4 separate regions of the Zea mays genome follow, and regions 2, 3 and 4 are each linked to region 1. Evidence: chromatin contacts called from public Hi-C data. All regions are on one chromosome and are shown on one strand. The core of a region is the stretch at or near the end of the contact, and the rest is flanking DNA. Distances in the headings are between cores, read along the strand shown.

Region 1 (2,632 bases), core at 51-2,550:
TTCTAAAAATGCTAGTTTATAACTCAATTTATAGGAATTAGATTCTTAGCTTCCTTAAAATCAAGAAGCTGGTATCTACTAACTAAAAGGTACCAACTGCTTTATTAAAAACTGAGTTACTTTCAAACAGGATCTAAGAGAGGAAACATATAAATTAACGGCAGTTTGTTTTTGGTATGCTGCACCTCATACGTCTCATTCGTATTTTATTCTGGTATCCCGTGGTATAATAGGTCCTTTGATAAGGCTCCTATACCAGCTTCTTCATGGGCTTTATTAGGGTCGGAGCCGCATGAAACACGGCACGAGCGGAAAAACATTTTGTACATAAAAACAGATCATAATTTACAATTTAACACTAATTTATTTTTTTCTATTTATATGGATTAACAGATGATTGGTTGTGAGGGGCTCAAGAGATTTTATTTGCATGACGGATGCAAAGATTATTTTTTCCCCACGAGCAAGCAGCACTTGTGGCGTCCACCCGGAAGAGCGCCACTGCGCGAGCAAACACAAAAATACAAATGAACGATCGCCTCTAATCTGGAAGAGATAGACTTATCCAAAAGAAACTGCCGTAGCGTTAATTATAATAGAAAGAAAGCGGTGGATATACTAGAATTACCTACCTACCCGCGTCCAAAAGCAGTATACCGCCAAAGAAAAGCAGCGGCAGGACAGGACTGCCTAGATTCGTGAAGGCTACCAAACCCAACTCACAGTTCCAAGTTCCAACCCGCAAACCAAACATCGCCGTGCATATTGCATACTGCCCTCCCCCCGCCATCTGCATGTGTCCAAAACAGAGGCGCCACCGCCAGCCCGCAGCCGCAGCTCCCAGCCTTCCACCCCACCCCAGGTTTCCAGAACCTACAGGAAGCATGGCGGGCCGAACCCGACCCGACCCAACCCAACCCGGGACGCAGATGGGGCCAGTGTCTTGCCGGGGCACCAAAGTATCGTACCATGCCGTCCCCCCGCACCTCCCGCCCGACGTGTCCCGAAGCGGGCGCCCCACCCCCACGCTCTCCACATCGCGCTCCGCATGCCTGACACCTTCCCTCCACGCGTCCGCCACTCACGCGATCCTTGGCGCTTCCGCGTTCCCCTCATCTCACTGACCGCGGGCCACCCCAAAATCGTGGGTGCCCGGACTTGACGCGGCGTTACCTTATCGGGGACCCCGTCGTTTGCCTCACCCCTAGTTAGCTAACCGCGGTCGGCTCGCGGCCCGAGGGTACGACCATGGTTAGCAGGCAGCTTTATAAGCGAGCAGCCCTTCGGCCTGGTGTCCCTCGTCCCCAGCCCGCGCACTGCCCCCGGTCTCTCTCTCTCAACACACCGATAAGCCCAGTCCACCGGATCTCCCGTAGTCCAGAGACTGAGTTGAAGGAAGGAAGCCATGATGATGATGGGCGAAGGCGTGAGCATGCCGCCGTGGTCCCACCACGTCCCTGTGAGCGGCGTCGACGAAGGCGACGAGATGACGCCGTACCTGCTCGCGGCGCTGCGCCAGTACCTGCCGTGCAACGACGCCGGCGCCGAGGCCGAGGAGGATGAGGCGGCGGCGGCGGCCGCCGCCATGGCGGCGGGCGTGGACGGCTACGGCTGCGACGAGTTCCGCATGTACGAGTTCAAGGTCCGGCGGTGCGCGCGCGCGCGCAGCCACGACTGGACCGAGTGCCCCTTCGCGCACCCGGGGGAGAAGGCGCGGCGCCGCGACCCGCGCAAGTACCACTACTCCGGCGCCGCCTGCCCGGACTTCCGCAAGGGCGGGTGCAAGCGCGGCGACGGCTGCGACATGGCGCACGGCGTCTTCGAGTGCTGGCTCCACCCGGCGCGCTACCGCACCCAGCCCTGCAAGGACGGCACGGCCTGCCGCCGCCGGGTCTGCTTCTTCGCGCACACCGCGGACCAGCTGCGCGTGCTCCCGCCCACGCCTCAGCAGCAGTCCAGCCCCAGGGGCGCCGCCTGCTCTTCCCCGCTCGCCGAGTCCTACGACGGCTCCCCGCTCCGGCGCCAGGCGTTCGAGAGCTACCTCACCAAGAGCATCATGTGCTCGTCGCCGACCAGCACCCTCCTGTCGCCGCCCAAGTCGCCCCCGTCGGAGTCCCCGCCATTGTCGCCCGACTTCCGCCGTGGGTGCTGGCCGGGCGCCGGGTCCCCCGTCAACGACGTGCTCGCCTCGCTCCGCCAGCTCCGCCTCAGCAGGGCCAACTCGTCCCCGTCGGGCGGCTGGTGCGGCTACCCTGCATCCGCGGTCGCGTACGGATCGCCTACGGGGGGCGCGCTCTACGGCCTGTCCTCCACCCCGAGGGCCACCGCCGCATCCTGCTACATGGCCAACCTGGACCCTCTCGACGTCAGCTTCGGCGGCGACGACGAGCCCGTGGAGAGGGTGGAGTCCGGCCGCGCCCTCCGCGCGAAGGTGTTCGAGCGGCTTAGCAGGGAGGGCGCTGTTTCCGGCGACGCCGGTGGCCCCGACGTCGGTTGGGTCTCCGACCTCATCAACTGAGCGCGGCGGCGGCAGTGGCAATAACAATGGGCACGGAGAAAGGTGATGGTGAGCCGTAACGGAGAAGGATGGTACGGAGTATCCAAAAAAAAAATATTTCCCTATATTTAATTT
Region 2 (2,632 bases), core at 46-2,545, 250 kb after region 1:
GCTGCTGATGAGTGCATGGATGGAATGAGTAACCATATAAAAATAAACACGACATACCGCAGATGTCTCAGAGGCTATTTTAACACCATTGGGAAGTGTTGTGACTCTTGTTTTGCCAGCCTCCACATGGTCAGGCAGCGGAGGAGGAATAGTCACTCCTGGAAGTGTGAAATCTGGAGGAGGTATTTCATTTGAACGCGCACCAGTCAACCAGGTCCAGAAGCCACCCGAAGACCTCTGTGCAACACTTGTGCTGGCACACCTAATTGCAGCATTCATCATTTGAGCATTTGCCCCATGCCTCTGAAATAGAAGGAAAGAACATATATTACAGTTCAGTGGTCAAAGCCATAAACCTTTCATACAAACAAACCCAAGAAAAGCGTGTTTATTATTACAGTAAAAGCCGCTCGCAGAGCAATACCAAGCAATACTCTTGGTGTGAGGAATCGGAATGACAGTTTTCTACATTCTCACATAAAAAAAGGGTTGTCTACATAAAAAGGGAAATTTGGATCCATACCATTAAAAGATCACCACTTTGGATCCATACCATTACTATCTCACTTACATGTGGGTCCACATGAGTCAATGACATGTGGGGTCCATGGTATATATCTAAAGTTTGGATCTTTTAATGGTATAGATCCAATTGTTCCACATAAAAATCGTGCTCTATCTTCTGCCTATAAACAGACGTGGAAACTAGTATCATAAGTGGCTATGAATGATTGAATGAAATGAAACACTCTTCAACATCACACCGCTTGTTAACTAACACAAAACATCACAAGGGTTTCAAACGCATGCACTGAACAAAATGAATGCAGCATAATCATGTGATCGGACAACCTCGTCCCCAATTCAACAGACAATAAGACAGGACAAACAGTTCAAACAATGATCGGCACTTGCAACGCCAGAAATACCCATCAGCTCAGCTCCCAGGCTGACGCATCAAGCTCGGGCGCGTTCGGACGACGGGAAGGTCCCGACAAGAGGGATCCGCCGTATCGCGACGCGACCGCAAGCGACGCCGCTGCGGATCGGCGAATCGCGCCCAGATCTACCCGAAATGGAAGGAGCCAAGGTCAATGCAAGGGTAGGGTTCCAGGCGTGGGCGGCTCACCTTGAGGGCGCCGAGCCCGGAGGCGACTCGGTACATGGTCGCCGGTTGCTGCGGCCGAGTGACTCGATGGAGTCGTCGCCGACGGCGCGGAGGAGCCGGGGATGGTCGGATGAAAAAACCAGGAAGGAGATGGCGACAGGCCGTGAGACAAGTGGACGGCAACGAATCGAGCTCTCACACTGCTGCAAAAGGATGTGTCCGTGTGTGCATATCAAGCGAGAGAGGCCGAGCATGTGTGGCCGGCCCACTCACTTTGGGCCTAATGACGTGGCCCATGTAGGCCCAGTTATGTTAGTTCTGCTGGGCCTACCGGCCATCATATCACGCGTGATTCGTGAAACCGCCGCGCCGTGCACGGCTGCACGCCGAGATGGGGCGAGGCGATCGCCGGCGCCGCTTGCTGGCTCCACCGTATTCGGCGCTGGTGGCGAGGCGAGGGCTTGATCACAGCGTGCGAGAGGACGGTCGCGGTTCTCTAGGCGCAGCGACTGATGCCAATCGCTGCCGGGAGCGGGGTTGGCGCCGAGCAGGTTAGTTGTTTGGTAGATTGCTGATTAGGTATTTCGTAGCCTGTTTTGCGCATCCGCTCTCAGCATATCGGCTTTCTGGCAGAAAGTTTCTGCAACTTGTTATGTATATCGTTAATCTCGCTGCATTCGCTTATGTGTTTGGCGCGGGGAGTAGATTGTCTCAATTCCACCACAGAGAAGTGGAGAAATTCCTTCCGCTGGTTCTCATTCAGCGAGTGCCAAACTGCAAATAGGTGAAGGTGAAAATTAAAATACGCTACGCATGGGAGCATAGCTTCGATCACCTGCTCGATGAAATGCCGGCATCAGTTCATAAATAGCAGTTGCAGCGTTGCAACTGGCTTGCATTTTTTTCCCCCGGACCCCCCATGAAGATTTGCTCGCACAAGGCTGTCAGATAGTCCATTGTGCTTTTGTTGGGCTGTTTCTGTACGCGTTGGACATCGGCATGCATGATGACATGGGCCAGGTCGCCACGGAAAAAACGAGATTTGGGCGGAGAGTTTGGTGCGCCGAGTAGGGTTGGTATATGCAGGTGATTGGTCGTTGTGCAGCGTAGGTACAGGGTCGTTGGTTGTTTGAATCGTACTTCGTGAGCAGTTAGTGCTGTTGATCGGTTCAGGATCTCGTATCTGGTAGAAGGCACGGATGAGGCATGCAGACTCTTCGAGGCCTCATGCATGGTAGACTGGTAGACGTCTGTAGCTAAAGACAGACTGGTATGGTTTTACTGAACTTGAAAAGGTTGTTAGCTAGCTAATCAATCGATGTTAGTTTCGTAGAGAGTCAACGCAAATCACCTTTGCCAATGGTCAATTGTATACTCCGAAGTCCAAACACACACCTTTTATCACATAAGTTGTGTTTGGTTGGATGTATAAGAAGGAATGAAAAGTGGCGAGCATAGTTTCTATATTGTTTTTGACGAGAGTCACGTGGGGGTGAGGTAAACACCGAAGTATTTTTTTGGTGA
Region 3 (2,632 bases), core at 79-2,578, 150 kb after region 1:
TAAAAGGGACTAAATTTTATTCACTAAACTTTAGGAGATAGGACCAAAACAGGCCTAATAAGGCCACGATAAACGTGGGCTTGCTTTTGCTATAGCTGAGGACATTAAAATACGCTTGTTCTATGGTTTCATACATGGGCAAAGCCCAATACTGTCAAAGGTACGCAGGCCCAAACCACGACCCACTCCCTAACATTGTTAAGGGCCTAGGCCCATGTGACCATGTCATAACGCTCAACCTCAACATAGGAGCCCGATCCAGTCCAACCTCAACGTCGGCGAGGGCGAGGTCGCTGACTCCAAACGTATTATTGGATGATGTGACTCAGCCATGGCACTCTTCTTGTTTCAAATGAGCCTATATAGAATTATTATCCTCTCTTTCTTCCTCACCAGCTCAAACGCCCGTCTTCATTCGTACCTCTCTAGATAAGGTCATCTTGCTAGCAAATCCATGAGGTGTTGAGCTAGTGGAATTGCATGTGCGTGATAATGGTATCCATTTCCTCGATCGTTTCTCTTGAATTTCTTTGTTTCATACTTTCATAATGTATTTTTTTGACTTCAGGTTGTAGTTTGAGGCCTACAATAACATATATAATACTAAAATGATGGATTAAACTGCACAGGTGAATGTAGATGGGAGCAACTTGTGTTATACCCTCTTTATTTACAAGCATATGTATCTATATCGTTGCTTTTACCATTGCATATGTAAGAAGTTAGTATGGATAATGACTGTGATTCTAATTTATTGTTCATGTTAGTAGGTTCGAAGGTTCGACGTCCGAGTGGCACCAAATTAGACAAGTTACCCTTCTAAACTTTAGAGACTAGACTTTAGAATATTCTGTTTGGTTCTAGGGATTAAAATTGACCCAAGAGCATTAAATATTACGCATAAGATATGATAGCCTCTATTTAATACAGTTGGACAGGTTCTAGCTAGGAAGGGATAGTAGGGATCAGTTTGAGGATAAATCCTGTAAAAGTACAAGTTTAGTCACTTTTAGAGGTAACTAAAGGACAAAAGTTTAGAAGATCTCCCTTAGTCATTATATTTGACAGTTTTAACTAAAAGGGACTAAATTTTATTTACTAAACTTTAGGAGATATTACCAAAACAGGCCTAATAAGGCCACGATAACCGTGGGCCTGTTTTTGCTATAGCTGAGGACATTAAAATACACTTGTTCTATGATTTCATACATGGGTAAAGCTCAATACTGTCAAAGGTACGCAGGCCCAAACCACGACCCACTCTCTAGCGCTGTTAAGGCCTAGGCCCATATGACCATGTCATAACGCTCAACCTTAGCCTGGGAGCCCGATCCAGTCCAACCTCAACGCCGGCGAGGGCGAGGCCGCTGACTCCAAACGGCTCGCCTCTCTGCACGTGAGCGACTGGGCGAGGCGAGCCAAGGATTCGACCGTTGCGTTCTCCGCCCAAACCTTAAAGCCCCAATCCCATATCGCCCCACAATTCCAAACTTCGCCTCGCCGCTCCCCCTCCCTACACAAGCTTCCTCCCCCTCCGCGCCGCTCCTCCAGGCTCCAGCCATGGCGATCGCCACCGAGTCGCGCGGCTGCGAGGACAGGGTATGCTACTGCTCCCTCTCCTCTCCCCCACTGGTCTGATCCGCCCGCGGATGATTTTGGGGACCTGCGTGCGTAGATGTGGATTCGTGGGGTTAATCGAGCGATTGGCGTGCCGCAGCCTTGGTTGTGCTTGATTGTAGTTGTCTCCGTGGTCAAATCGGTGCGATTTGTTCTCCCCGTCCCGTCGAATCTGGGGGATTTTCCTGTCTCTTTTGCCCCCTTCTGTTCGTGCTGTAGCGCGTGGAAGCGACAGGGTCAAACAGACGTTTCTTTATTTTCCAGCGTGTGACATTAATATATCGTTGCTTTTATTAGCTGTGCGCGAGTCCATTTTCTAATATTCTTTTGCGGACAGATGATTAGGGTTTGACCCCTATTCCTGCAAAAGCTTGGGCGTCCCCTTTGTTTAGCTGGTTACACGTTGGGCCAGTGAAGTGTACCGTGGGGTTTACGAGATCCTTGGCTTAGGATATTAACTCTCTATTCTGTTCCTGTTCTGATTATCCTTGGACTTCGCTCCTTTTCCTGTGTTTAGAGGTCTGGTAAACGAGGATTCATGGCTGGTTAAGCTTCTGATGGTGGTTTGCGCCTTCAGGGTACTGTGGCTGCAGTATAATGGAAATATAACGATGCATTTTGTTTTCACTTTGCAGGATTCAGCCCATGCAAACGAGGAGAAGCGGTGGGTGCTGTCTGATTTCGAGGTTGGGAAGCCTCTTGGGAGGGGCAAATTCGGCCACGTATATCTTGCCAGAGAAAAGAGGGTAAATAACATAGTTTACTTGCAATGATTATCAGTGTTATTAAAACTACGTTTAAACGTCAAAACTCTAATTAGAGGTTGAAACCACGTTTTAGCGTTTTGGCGTTCTAACTGAAAAACACAGTGTTTTATGCATTTTAGACCATTAGCTACTTTTGGGTCCAGTCTATTAGTTACTTTTGAGGTTCAATCCAGCTCATGGGTGAAGTTTTGGTAAGCCACTAACCTCTCTATTTTGGTATTTAACTTCATATTTTTGTCTGAAATTAT
Region 4 (2,632 bases), core at 68-2,567, 130 kb before region 1:
AAGCCTAATTAGGTGGGAAAAATAACCACATTCAAGTTCTTGACAAATAAACTATTTTCTTGTACAAGTGTAGGCTGATGTAAGATCCAAAAGTAAATAAATAAAACAAGGCATAGTCAACAACAGTTGGAATCTCAAACTGCAAGGTGGAGATACATACAAGGTGTCAACTTCTAGTGTGGTGACTGCTTTACACCAATGTAATCTTAAGAAGTTAAGAGACAACTCTAAGATACACAATGCACAGCAGAAACAAATAGAGATGAAGCTTTTTTTTTTCATTCTGATTCTTACAGTAGTAGCAAATGTAGGCTCAGGAAGTGTAGGTGACAACGAAAGGTCATCGAAAGCAGAATGAAATTGGCACAGATATGTAATACCTAAACTACACTAATCGAGACAGTGCAATCAAAGACAGAAATGAACCAACCGTCACTACAAAAGAGCTCCTAATCATAAAGAACGAAATGGACTTGAACCCACGAAGAGTGAAGGTATTTTTTTCCATTACTACGCCAGATACTCCTACGAAAAGCAAGTTTACTAGCAGCCACGGTAGCCGTGAGAATCAATCGAGTATTTTAAATGCACACCAATTTCAAGATATCGATGAAACTCAAAGAGGAACAGTTGATGCAGGGGCCAGGAACTTGGTCCCTCTCCTTCCTCACCTGCGAGTTTCTGATGGCAGTGAATCTGAAGCTCCTTGCCGCCAAGACGCGCCGCCGTCTCAGCCTCAAGGACTCTCTTGCTGAGCTCCTTGTCCTTGCAGATCTGAAAATAGAAAGGCCGCAAAGGAAAAGGAAAAAAAACCTAGCGCGCGTGAGCAGCGACCGAGAGATGGCCTTCCCCAAATCCAATCACAAAGACAAAGAGCCAGGACCCGAATCGTTCGTACCTGCTGGAGGCGGACCTGGGAGATCTCCTGGCGCTCGCGGCTGGCGCTCTGCAGGAACTGGAGCTCGGAGATGAGATGCTCGCGCTCGACGGAGAGCTCCTCGGCCTGCGCGTACGCCTGGCGCAGCATCTTCACGAGTCGGTCGTACGCGCGGCGCCACGCGGGCAGGTACACCTGGCCCGGAACGCCGGGCGCGGGCGCGCCGTCGTCATCTCTGGCCATGGAATCCGCTCGAATCGGAGAGCAGAGGGAGGCAGAGCCGCAGCAGGGACGGCCGCCGCTTGGGGTTTCCTGTGGATCTGCGATTTGACCGTTTGAGCCGCGAGGAGCGGAGGAGCGGTGGCGGCGTGGAGCGGAGGAGCGGAGCGGAGCGGAGATGACCGTTGAATGTAGGGGCCAGGCGGCAGGTTACATGACTATGAGGAGCCTACAGGCTACAGCCGAGGTCGAGGAATCGAGATCGGATCGCTCGTTTGGTGGGCCTCGCGGCCTCGACTGACAATCACGGGGTGGGCCGGTTTTGCCAGGTAGCCAGGGATGAGAGCGGGAGTTCCTATTGTGTTAAGAAACCGTGACGAAAGGTTTTATGGTCAAATACCGTTTTTACCTCTTAGACTGTCTCCAGCAACGTCCTCTATATACATCCTCTATATCCGTCCTTTACAGTCTTCTCTAAAAGATTCTATCCCCTATATCTATTTCCTCTCTAACAACGTCCTCTAAATCACATCCCCTATATGTAAATACCTATATTAAAGACATTTTTATTTTTAAATTTTTGTACATAGGTGTTTGTCATACTCTCAAATGTGTTGTACATATTTTAGTTTTACTAAAACGGTTGTTTAAAGTATTCAAATAGATAGAGAACTGTTTAGAGGAACTCTATACATAGAGGATCCAGCAGCGTCCTCTAAATTTAGAGTACCGTTTAGAGGACGTTGTTGGAGGGGTAGAGGACGTCCTCATCCTCTAAATTTAGGGTACAAGACCATTTAGAGCTCCTTGTTGGAGCTAGTCTTAGGGCTTCTTCGATTAGGGTTTAGGATTAGATTAAATAGATCAGAGGGATTAAATTATCTTCTATATAAATTTGAATAGAAGAGGATTAAATCTCCCAATCCCCCTCTAACTACCTCAAATCAAACAAGCCTGAGGGTTTCAGATCTCTATATAAGGAACATGTACACTCTTCATATTATACTAGTGCAGGCAGAGAGGTTAGACGTCCAACCTTACATCCTGTGTCTCGCGTTTTTCTCTGTGTGTGGTTTGCTGAGAATGGAACGAACATCTACGACTTCTATCGTTCCTTGCATCTTTTATATTGTATCTGTGGAGGGATGTTACTAGTAATTTTTTCATTGACTTGATTGATCACGTGATTGATGGATAGATGGGCACAAAGTGTTTTTTAAGCTTGGTGAATGCACATAACTACTATATCATCTGGTATATGCTATCGAAGTGTTTTTTTCTTTCCAAGTACTCCCTCGTTCATAGATATATATGAACATATGACGCTGTTGACTTTAAAAAAAACTGACCACTCGTCTTATTAAAAAAATAAGTTATCATTTATTTTGTTGTGTTTTGTTTTATCACTTAAGATAGTTTGTGCTTGATTTAAAATTTTACATCTTTGAAAAAATATTTTGAATAAGACGAGTGACCAAAGTTTTTGAAAAAAGTTAACATAGTTATATATTTATGAACGGAGGTAGCATCTTAACG

The links. A called contact is a pair of places that touch in the nucleus more often than the background predicts.
Region 2: a contact with region 1 is called in a Hi-C map of leaf mesophyll, with 2.3 times the contacts expected there. The contact joins the promoter of LOC100284247 here to the promoter of LOC100280461 in region 1. A contact is called at or near these places in 4 of 25 Hi-C or Micro-C datasets (bundle sheath, ear, leaf and 1 more).
Region 3: a contact with region 1 is called in a Hi-C map of bundle sheath, with 2.3 times the contacts expected there. The contact joins the promoter of LOC100191291 here to the promoter of LOC100280461 in region 1. A contact is called at or near these places in 3 of 25 Hi-C or Micro-C datasets (bundle sheath, ear and tassel).
Region 4: a Hi-C map of leaf shows a contact between it and region 1, with 4 times the contacts expected there. The contact joins the promoter of LOC100276829 here to the promoter of LOC100280461 in region 1. A contact is called at or near these places in 6 of 25 Hi-C or Micro-C datasets (bundle sheath, ear, leaf and 3 more) and 1 of 3 datasets of contacts at active chromatin or transcription factors (seedling).

Annotation. Positions count from the first base shown.
Region 1 is chr3:6,609,109-6,611,740 of Zm-B73-REFERENCE-NAM-5.0, forward strand. LOC100280461 (nucleic acid binding protein) reads left to right here and starts at 1,301. Exons shown (of 1, transcript NM_001153381.1): 1 at 1,301-2,632. The coding sequence starts at 1,406. The coding sequence ends at 2,518.
Region 2 is chr3:6,859,901-6,862,532 of Zm-B73-REFERENCE-NAM-5.0, forward strand. LOC100284247 (mitochondrial-processing peptidase alpha subunit) reads right to left here and starts at 1,296. Exons shown (of 13, transcript NM_001254778.1): 1 at 1,130-1,296; 2 at 58-303. The coding sequence starts at 1,165. It overlaps LOC109944790 (a long non-coding RNA gene), which reads left to right and starts at 1,573. Exons shown (of 4, transcript XR_002267933.2): 1 at 1,573-1,659.
Region 3 is chr3:6,761,200-6,763,831 of Zm-B73-REFERENCE-NAM-5.0, forward strand. It overlaps LOC100191291 (putative aurora-related protein kinase family protein), which reads left to right and starts at 1,329. Exons shown (of 9, transcript NM_001136725.1): 1 at 1,329-1,599; 2 at 2,253-2,363. The coding sequence starts at 1,561.
Region 4 is chr3:6,475,479-6,478,110 of Zm-B73-REFERENCE-NAM-5.0, forward strand. LOC100276829 reads right to left here and starts at 1,318. Exons shown (of 5, transcript NM_001150538.2): 1 at 899-1,318; 2 at 672-774. The coding sequence starts at 1,120.